Regions from separate parts of the Dromaius novaehollandiae genome. Here region 1 is linked to region 2. Evidence: chromatin contacts called from public Hi-C data. All regions are on one chromosome and are shown on one strand. The core of a region is the stretch at or near the end of the contact, and the rest is flanking DNA. Distances in the headings are between cores, read along the strand shown.

The links. A called contact is a pair of places that touch in the nucleus more often than the background predicts.
Region 1: a Hi-C map of brain shows a contact between it and region 2, with 3 times the contacts expected there. The contact joins two enhancer-like sites. A contact is called at or near these places in 2 of 4 Hi-C or Micro-C datasets (brain and liver).

What each region holds. Positions count from the first base shown.
Region 1 is chr3:87,418,510-87,422,338 of bDroNov1.hap1, reverse strand. All of the region lies in intron 1 of PLD5 (phospholipase D family member 5), which reads left to right. Among named protein-coding and RNA genes, the nearest start is that of PLD5, 31 kb to the left of the region's middle. Within about 2 kb of position 1,453, at least 1 of the 2 cell types and tissues checked has open chromatin away from gene starts, as enhancers often do.
Region 2 is chr3:87,244,579-87,248,367 of bDroNov1.hap1, reverse strand. No RefSeq gene overlaps it. Among named protein-coding and RNA genes, the nearest start is that of MAP1LC3C, 44 kb to the right of the region's middle. Within about 2 kb of position 2,062, at least 1 of the 2 cell types and tissues checked has open chromatin away from gene starts, as enhancers often do.

The DNA of each region.
Region 1 (3,829 bases), core at 204-2,703, 170 kb before region 2:
GAGCCCAGGTGAACTCCTCAGGTGCCGCTCTGCTTGAGCACCTCTCGGACTTCTCAGCTTAGTGGCGGCCACTTCAATCTTTCTGCTGCTGCTTTCCTCTTCCAGCCAAATTTGAGATTGGCATCAGGCAGACCACTGCAGCAGAACTAAATGTCTGTTATAATCCAGGAAAATTATATTATGTATAATTTCACATGGAAACAAAACTGAATTACATCAATGCAGCTAATGTTGTTACTTAGGAGACCCAATACATTAATAATGATTAGCAGTTTTTAAAATTGGCTATTTTTCAGTATATACATTACATAGGCTTTTTTGTATAAAACTCGGTTTTATTAAATAGTCAATAGCATATATTGTGATCATTCTTGCTTAGCTGAATCAAGTTAATTCAAGTGCTTGTTATAAGATGATGACATACTTTCTGTCAGTTCCCTGTATTTGTTCTGCTCCTGGAGAACTGGGCCCTTGCAAGACTGTATCGCCCCCTAGTGGTGAAAGAGAAAGTAGTAGAAAACGCTTGGCAGAAATCAGCTGGAAAGCAAAGGGAAAACGGGAGACTTGCTGATTTATATCGACTGGTAGGCTTTTACGTGCTATTTTGAATATTGGTTAGTGTTTCTTTAGGAATGGTGGCTACTAGGGGAATACTGTTCTAATAGCCATTTTTCTCTGTAATGGAAACGTTTTGTTGGCTGATGAAGTATTACACTGATAAGTTCGATATTTTAAGACTGAGTCCCATCTTCGCTAACACATGTGAAAAAAGGTATTTTTCTTTGGTTAAAAAATAGGCTGAGACTCTTTATTTGGCTTTTTTTTTTTTTTAAGAAATATCTCTTGAGGTAGTTTGCAATGGAAGGATGCTTTGGTGTGAGCATCCTGTAAATGTTGCAAAGCAGTGGCACGTTAAGAATCAGACGGTGACTGATGACCAAAATATCATGACCAAAACTTCAGTTTCTTTAAACAAGACTCCTTAAACTGTTTCTTGCTTCAGGGCATCGTTACGGTTGTGTGCTAGTTTCAGTACCCAGACCAAGGAACGCGGTGCTGGTCCTACTGTTTCAGCTGTGGCTGTGAAGGAGCAGTGTCATCTTCTCCATCACTCTTGATATTTGGGATGGGTGTGAGAGGTTGCCCACCCTTTTGGGGTGGTGCTGGGCCACCCGCTGGTGCCTCCCCCAGCCCTCTGGGGCCTCTGCACTGCAATCTCGGGGCTGGTAGATAGCGAGGGCCTCGTAACTCTGTTTTTCTTTACGAGCTCATGCATTCACAGGCCTGTGAGAGAGGTCTTTGCTTCAGCTCCATTTCAATGCTGTTCTCCAGCTGTGGCAAAGCAGAGGTGCAGGCCTGTGCGTAGCTGGAGCTGGGGTGGTACTGCGCACCCCCTCCCTATAGTGGTTGGCTGAAGCAGCCGGCGTAGTTGTTGTTTCACAGCCCCTGGATATGTTTTCCTTGGGCGCTGAATCAGCGTATCGCAGCGAAGCAGCAAGCCTTGTTTCCAGGCGGCTGGACTCTGGGAGGCAGCACTCATATGTTTTTTCAGCTGCATCTGATAGATATGAAGGCTGCATTTTATTTATTTATTTCAGCATGATGGCATTTCTTCTGTTCTCACCTCTAACATACCCCGTCAGCTTTTCACCAAATAATGGGAAAACGTCTCTGTGAACCTTGTAAGCAGTGTTTGGTCTCAGTGACAGTGAAACCCATCATCCTCTGTGTACTGGCACTACCCATTTAACTAGCAGACACCTGCTGAGCATAGGGCCACACTCCATGCTAGTATGATCTGTGAACTGGCACATCAGTTTAGGGCTGGGTAATACACGCAGTCTTTAGCAAATAGCTAAACTTTTAGGGCCATATTTCATCCCATCGCTACAGCTAAGTAGAGTCTTATTTGGCAAGTATTCTCTGCTGTTCTGTACAGGTTCTTCCACTATCTTCATCACTGCTGTACTTGTAACATCTGAATCTATTTCCGTGGATTTAAATAAAAAATAAAAAAAGTGGGCCAGAATGAGTTTCAAATCTCTACAAGTAGAATTTTCCATAAAAGTTTTATTTGGTGCAGGCCCAGGAGAACTTCTTAAACTTCTGCTTTTCACTTCAGAACATCAGCTGAAGTGTATGAGGCTATGCTTTTATATTATTCCTCCCAGAGCATAGGACTTTCTCTCTTCAGAGTCTCATTGACATGAATCTATTGAATTGTATGAGTGAGGATGTAGCTTATATGTGAGATTTTTGGTAAGGCTTATTGCGAAGTGAAATATTGCTCCCTGTGAGGAAGAATAGCACGTCATTTGTTTTTGTTTTGTGCTAACTGCTAAATTTTATATTCTGCATACCTCAGAGAAGAAACAGATCTGGACCCATTGCTGTTCTGCCTCGCCTTTTTCTTTTTTCTTCTGCACTCTATCTTACTTGCTTGCTCTGTGCCCCTTTCTCTATGTATTCCCAACTTTGCACTTTTTTTTTTTCCAACTTCAATTCCTTTCCCATGTCACCAATGAAATTGATGAGTAGTGGAAAAGCATACTGATATTTACACTTGTGTCACTCAGCTTTGGCTGGTTTAGATTTTTGGAGGCATGGTGAAATCCTTTGTTTCCGAGCCTGTGTTCAGGTGATTTTTTAGCACTGAAAGAACAGCACCTTACTGATTTACATGCAGAGTGCACTTTGGAAATATTGCTTCATAACTATCCTAGATAGAGACTTACTTTTCTGAAACAAAAATGTTCATTGTGCAAAACTAATTGGGTTAATGACAGCCAAAATCTACAACAAGCAGCCAGGATGTTAGAGAGAGCGAGCGAGAGAGCTTATTTTGAAGTAATGGACCTGGTGAAAGAACCTAAATAAATGAAGAAGGTGCTGTCTGAAGTATAATCTTGACATTTGTTGTATTAAAGTAATGTCACAGTAAAATAAAAGAGGAACACAGTTCTTTCTCTCATAGAATATTAGGTCTGGTGGCTCTGGTCGTCTCTTAGGCTCCTATGGAGAAAAGTCGGAAGCAAAGAAACTGATGTTCACTACTAAATCCTTTCTCCTGCCATCGAACCCCTAGCTGGTAGTTTTAAACAGCATTCTGTGTCCTGCAAGCCTTTAACGGGAAATTCCAGAATTCTGTTGTTCAAGTTTATCTGGTCAAGACAGGCCAAATTCCATACTGTAAATATTTGGGCCTGGATTTTAAGCTACTTGGATGCCTAAAGATTTTGAAAAGCCATGTTGTGTTCTGCGCTAGTTTATTCCTTTCGCACTCGTGATGAAATGGGGAAACCTATGTTACTTTTCTGTATAGATCCCAGTTATCCTGATGGATTTAGACCTTTTCTAGGTTTTTTTGAGAAGGAATGGGAAAAATAAGTATTTTATGAATTAGATTATCAGATAATTTGGAGTATTTTGTTGAAAAATTTCCTGGGTTTTGTAGTTATTTCTGAGGTTTTATATTTAGTTTCATTTAATGACTTTTAGAATTCCTGGAGACTTATGTAGCCTAGTTAATCTTTGCCCTGTGAAGTCAAATATAACTGCATGCATGTCTCCTTACCCGTTAGAGTTGTGACTTGTCTTTAGCTGTTTGTAGCAAGATGTCCATGGATCTTTCCATTATTTGTTAGGAACTATGGGGAGAGGAGTGCTACTTATTGAGGTGCAATTTGGACAGGAGGTGGGCTCACAGCATGACCCCCGAAACCCATAACTGCCTGTCCTGTTTGGCTTTGCAGCATCCCAAGCAGATCCAAAATGATTTAACAGGTCTGCATGTAATTTTTTTTCAAGACTTTTAATTTCATTGAATAAT
Region 2 (3,789 bases), core at 813-3,312:
TGGTCGCGGCTACAGACCCCCGGCAGGGAAACGGGACATATTTCATTTTGCTTCTCGATTATTTCCTTTCAAAAAGTTCAGGCCTTTGGAGTAGTAGTGCTACAGAAGAAGAAAGGGGTTGATCTTGCCCTGCTGCCTGCCCTTCGCTTCCCCTATCAAGCTGCTGGAAAACAGGTTTTCTAGCTGAAAATGTTATGTGGAAAAAAAATGGCACTTTTCACAGCGTGGTTATTTGCCTTGCAGAAAGGTGATCTGTGTAGTCTGCAAACCCGATACAGGCAGCTTTGTAATAAAGATATCCCATGCTAGGAAAAAGCCTGGGTTCCCAATCACGAGTGTGAAGAGATGAGAAGCATAAATAAACCTGAGCTTCAAAACTGTAGAAATGGCAGCAGTGCTTTCTGTTCGATATCCTAAGGGAAATACTAATGGTCACTTAGCTCTCACACTCCCCTCCCCCACCCAACAAGGAAACAAAGAGCAGGTTACAGTCATTTTGCTTTTCATAGGAAGGTCTCTGGCAGTCTGAAGTGGCGCCGGGGTCCTTTTATGCCCTCTTTACAAGGGACAGCAGCAATGCAGTTTCTCTACCACACCGATTCCTTTGTTTCTGGCAAGAATATACTTACATTTCATTTTGCTTTGGAAAAGAACAAAGAAGGTTTCTCTGCAGGTATTTAATTTTAGATCTCTTTTCAGTACCCAGACTTGTTCAAGCTATAGCTTTGGGCAGCAGATTAATCTATGGGAAAGAAAGTGTAATGAAAAGCTGAAATTGGTGAGGGCTGTTACAACAAGCAGGAGGCTCTGGAGGCACACAGCGAAAGGTGAACAAAGCTCAGGAAAAACACTGAAGGGAAAAAAAATCCTTTGTTGGCCAAGATAACATCTTATGTCATTTGCACCTATAAGTTCTGTGGCCTTTATTCAATCCAAATGCAATGAGGGATAAAGTCACAGGAAGTCTGGAAGGGACCTCAATGGGTTATCTAGGGCATCCTTCTTCTCCAAGGCAGGATCAAAAGCAAGTCCCTGTAACTCATACATACTGGGTCAGAACTCACTACTCATTCTTCTACCAGAACAGTGACCATGATAATCCCTGCTTATTCACACCCCTCAGAGCCTTGAGGGAGGCAACCTGAAAAGACTTAATAGAAACCGAAATGTATTTGTTTCATTAAGTAATTGGAGAAAGATCCGCCTGAGTTTGTAAACCCCTTTAATGACTTTAATCACCTCCTTACTGCTGTTTCTGTTGACTTGGAATTGTGGCTTTATTTATCATTTAAATGCTCAGGGAGTGCCTAATCTCTATGTGAAATTAAAGTCTGCACAGTGCATGCCCCAAGCCAATGAATGAAGGTTGCCAAAATGATAAATCATCACTCATCAATACTGAATAGGTACAACCTTGCTATCCCATTTACCTCTGCAATCTGGGAACAGCAGTGGAACAGGAGTCTCAGCAGCTCTGTACTATGCAAGAACCTACACGGAGCTGAATGCCCTCTTTCCCATCTTGGGAGAGAACCCCAGAAGCCTTGAGTACTTTTCTTTCTCTGTATATGCCTTGTCCTGCCTTCAAAATGGTGGCATGCTTCAGTATTTAAAGCATTAAACTTCAGATTGTGCCATTTTTTAATCTTAGAGCAAAATTCTCTCAGACTCACCCAGTAGATTCACATTTCATATTTCATTCTCCTCATGCATCTGAAATGTACTTTCTCTTTGGGGTGTATGTACAGATGTCCTATATAGGGTAGAAAAAGCAGCTTCTGCCACAATACAATTTTGAGTTGGACCAAATACATTTAAAAGAAGAATGCTGCTCAAAATAAATAGGTTTCACTTGGCAGTAGATCTTTCCATTTAACCTTCTGGTTTTTACACAATGCTTCTGTTCACCCAGGTGCAGGGAGATCCACAGATGGTCATGGTGCTGCTGTGATACAGACCATCGCCAACAGAAAAACAAGCTTTCAGAGAAGGCTCACAGCAAACCTGTCCTGTGTTATGTGTAACACTCTGCAAATGATCCTAATAGTCATGGAAATGAGTTCCATTTGGCATGAATCACAAGAGCTGCTAACTGAGGGCATCTAAAATGGGCCTGATAGGAAAGACAGAAATAATGAGCTGTTGTACTTTTTTTTTAAAGCTCGTTAAAGTGGGACAGCTGTTGTTTAACAGTTGACTGCAGGAAATGAATGCCAAGAGTAACAGATACTGCAGCTAAGTAAGGCTGACTACCTGCCGTTGATCCGAGAGCAATTTGCATATCATACCTAAAGTGTCTTACCTTCAAACCTTGGCATTTATTTGAAACTATATCCTAATTACAGCTATAGCTGCTACTACATTATTGAGAAGGCAGTAAATGTATCACTCTAAAGGGCCAAAAAGATCAGGTGGAGAATTTCCAGTACAACTGAGGTAGCATGCCACGTGCAATTTCAAACCCAGCATAATCACCACGGCTGGAACCTCTTAGAGCAACAGTCCCTAAACCACATGCAACATACTGCCCATAATCCCTTCCCACATTGCCCATGGCCACAGGAAGCTTCTGCTGCAGCAAGAGAAACAGTACTTGCATTGCACTTTCTCACTTTTGTTGCAAGTCAAGTGTGTGGGCTGTTGGGAGCTGTCTGTTTTCCTCTCTGGGTGAAGAATGACCACAAAGGTGATTCAGTGTCATAGTATATCGATTTGGAAGTCCAGCTATAGCTAAGAGGCAGGAGCTGTGATGTGAATCCTCACAGGCAAGGGAGAGAACCAAAGCGAGATCTGCTTTGTTGCTGGTGCGCTGGACAACAGACTACTGTATTACAGGGTGAGGGGGGAAGGCAGCATTATCATCCTTCCAGCAGTTGTTAACAAAAGCAGCAGTAGCTGTGTTCTGCATGAAGCCATGTGTGTTTGGTGTGATTGGAGCATCCTTTCTAGGTCAGACCTCTAATGTGGGGGAATACCTAGTTTAAGATGTTTGGAGGGGTGCAGTAATCACTGAAGTATTTCTCCCTAACAAAACTCAGGCAGCTTGGGGCACAGAAAGCAGTAATTTTAAATTCAGGAAAATGTAATAGATGAAACATGGCTATGCCAGACATTCTGAGCATCTCATTCTTGGGGCAAAGTGTTTTTATAACCCCCAAATTTACAGGCTGTAAAACTGTTATGCCTTCAGCCCTCAACAGTGTCATGCTGAGCGTGTGAGAACTGATTCAGAGGACATAAAACAGCTCAGATTAATCCCTACTGATTTAATAGTAGAGGATAATAAGAAATCGCTTACGGTATCACTTATTTCCAAGCTTCTGCAGTTGCTTCGGACAACACACAATTTGCACACAAATCCAGCTTTTTGCTACCTATGTCCTTTGGTAGATCTTACCCCCACTGCTGAACAATACTGCCTAAATAAGGTGGGGAAGAGTTGCCTTTTCTGAGGACCTATGGAAAGTAGTAATGTTCCCAAATGCTGAGGGATGTGTTTACTAGTTTGGAGGGGGACACCTATATATGAGACCCTGCTCTTTGCTGCTACCCATCATACTTGACAGTAGAATTAAAACAGCACCGTTTAAGGAAAAATCTATGAGGTCCTTTACAGACTCGGACACCTTAAATAGAACTTGGAAATCTTTAGCAAATTAACACTGATGAATGCAGTCTCACACACTGTCATATGTTAATGCTGACTGCTAGCTAAAGACAGGCCAAGTAAATGTCTATTTTTTAATTGCTTTGTCCTTCTGAGTAGTCATGCGGAACCTATCCAAAATA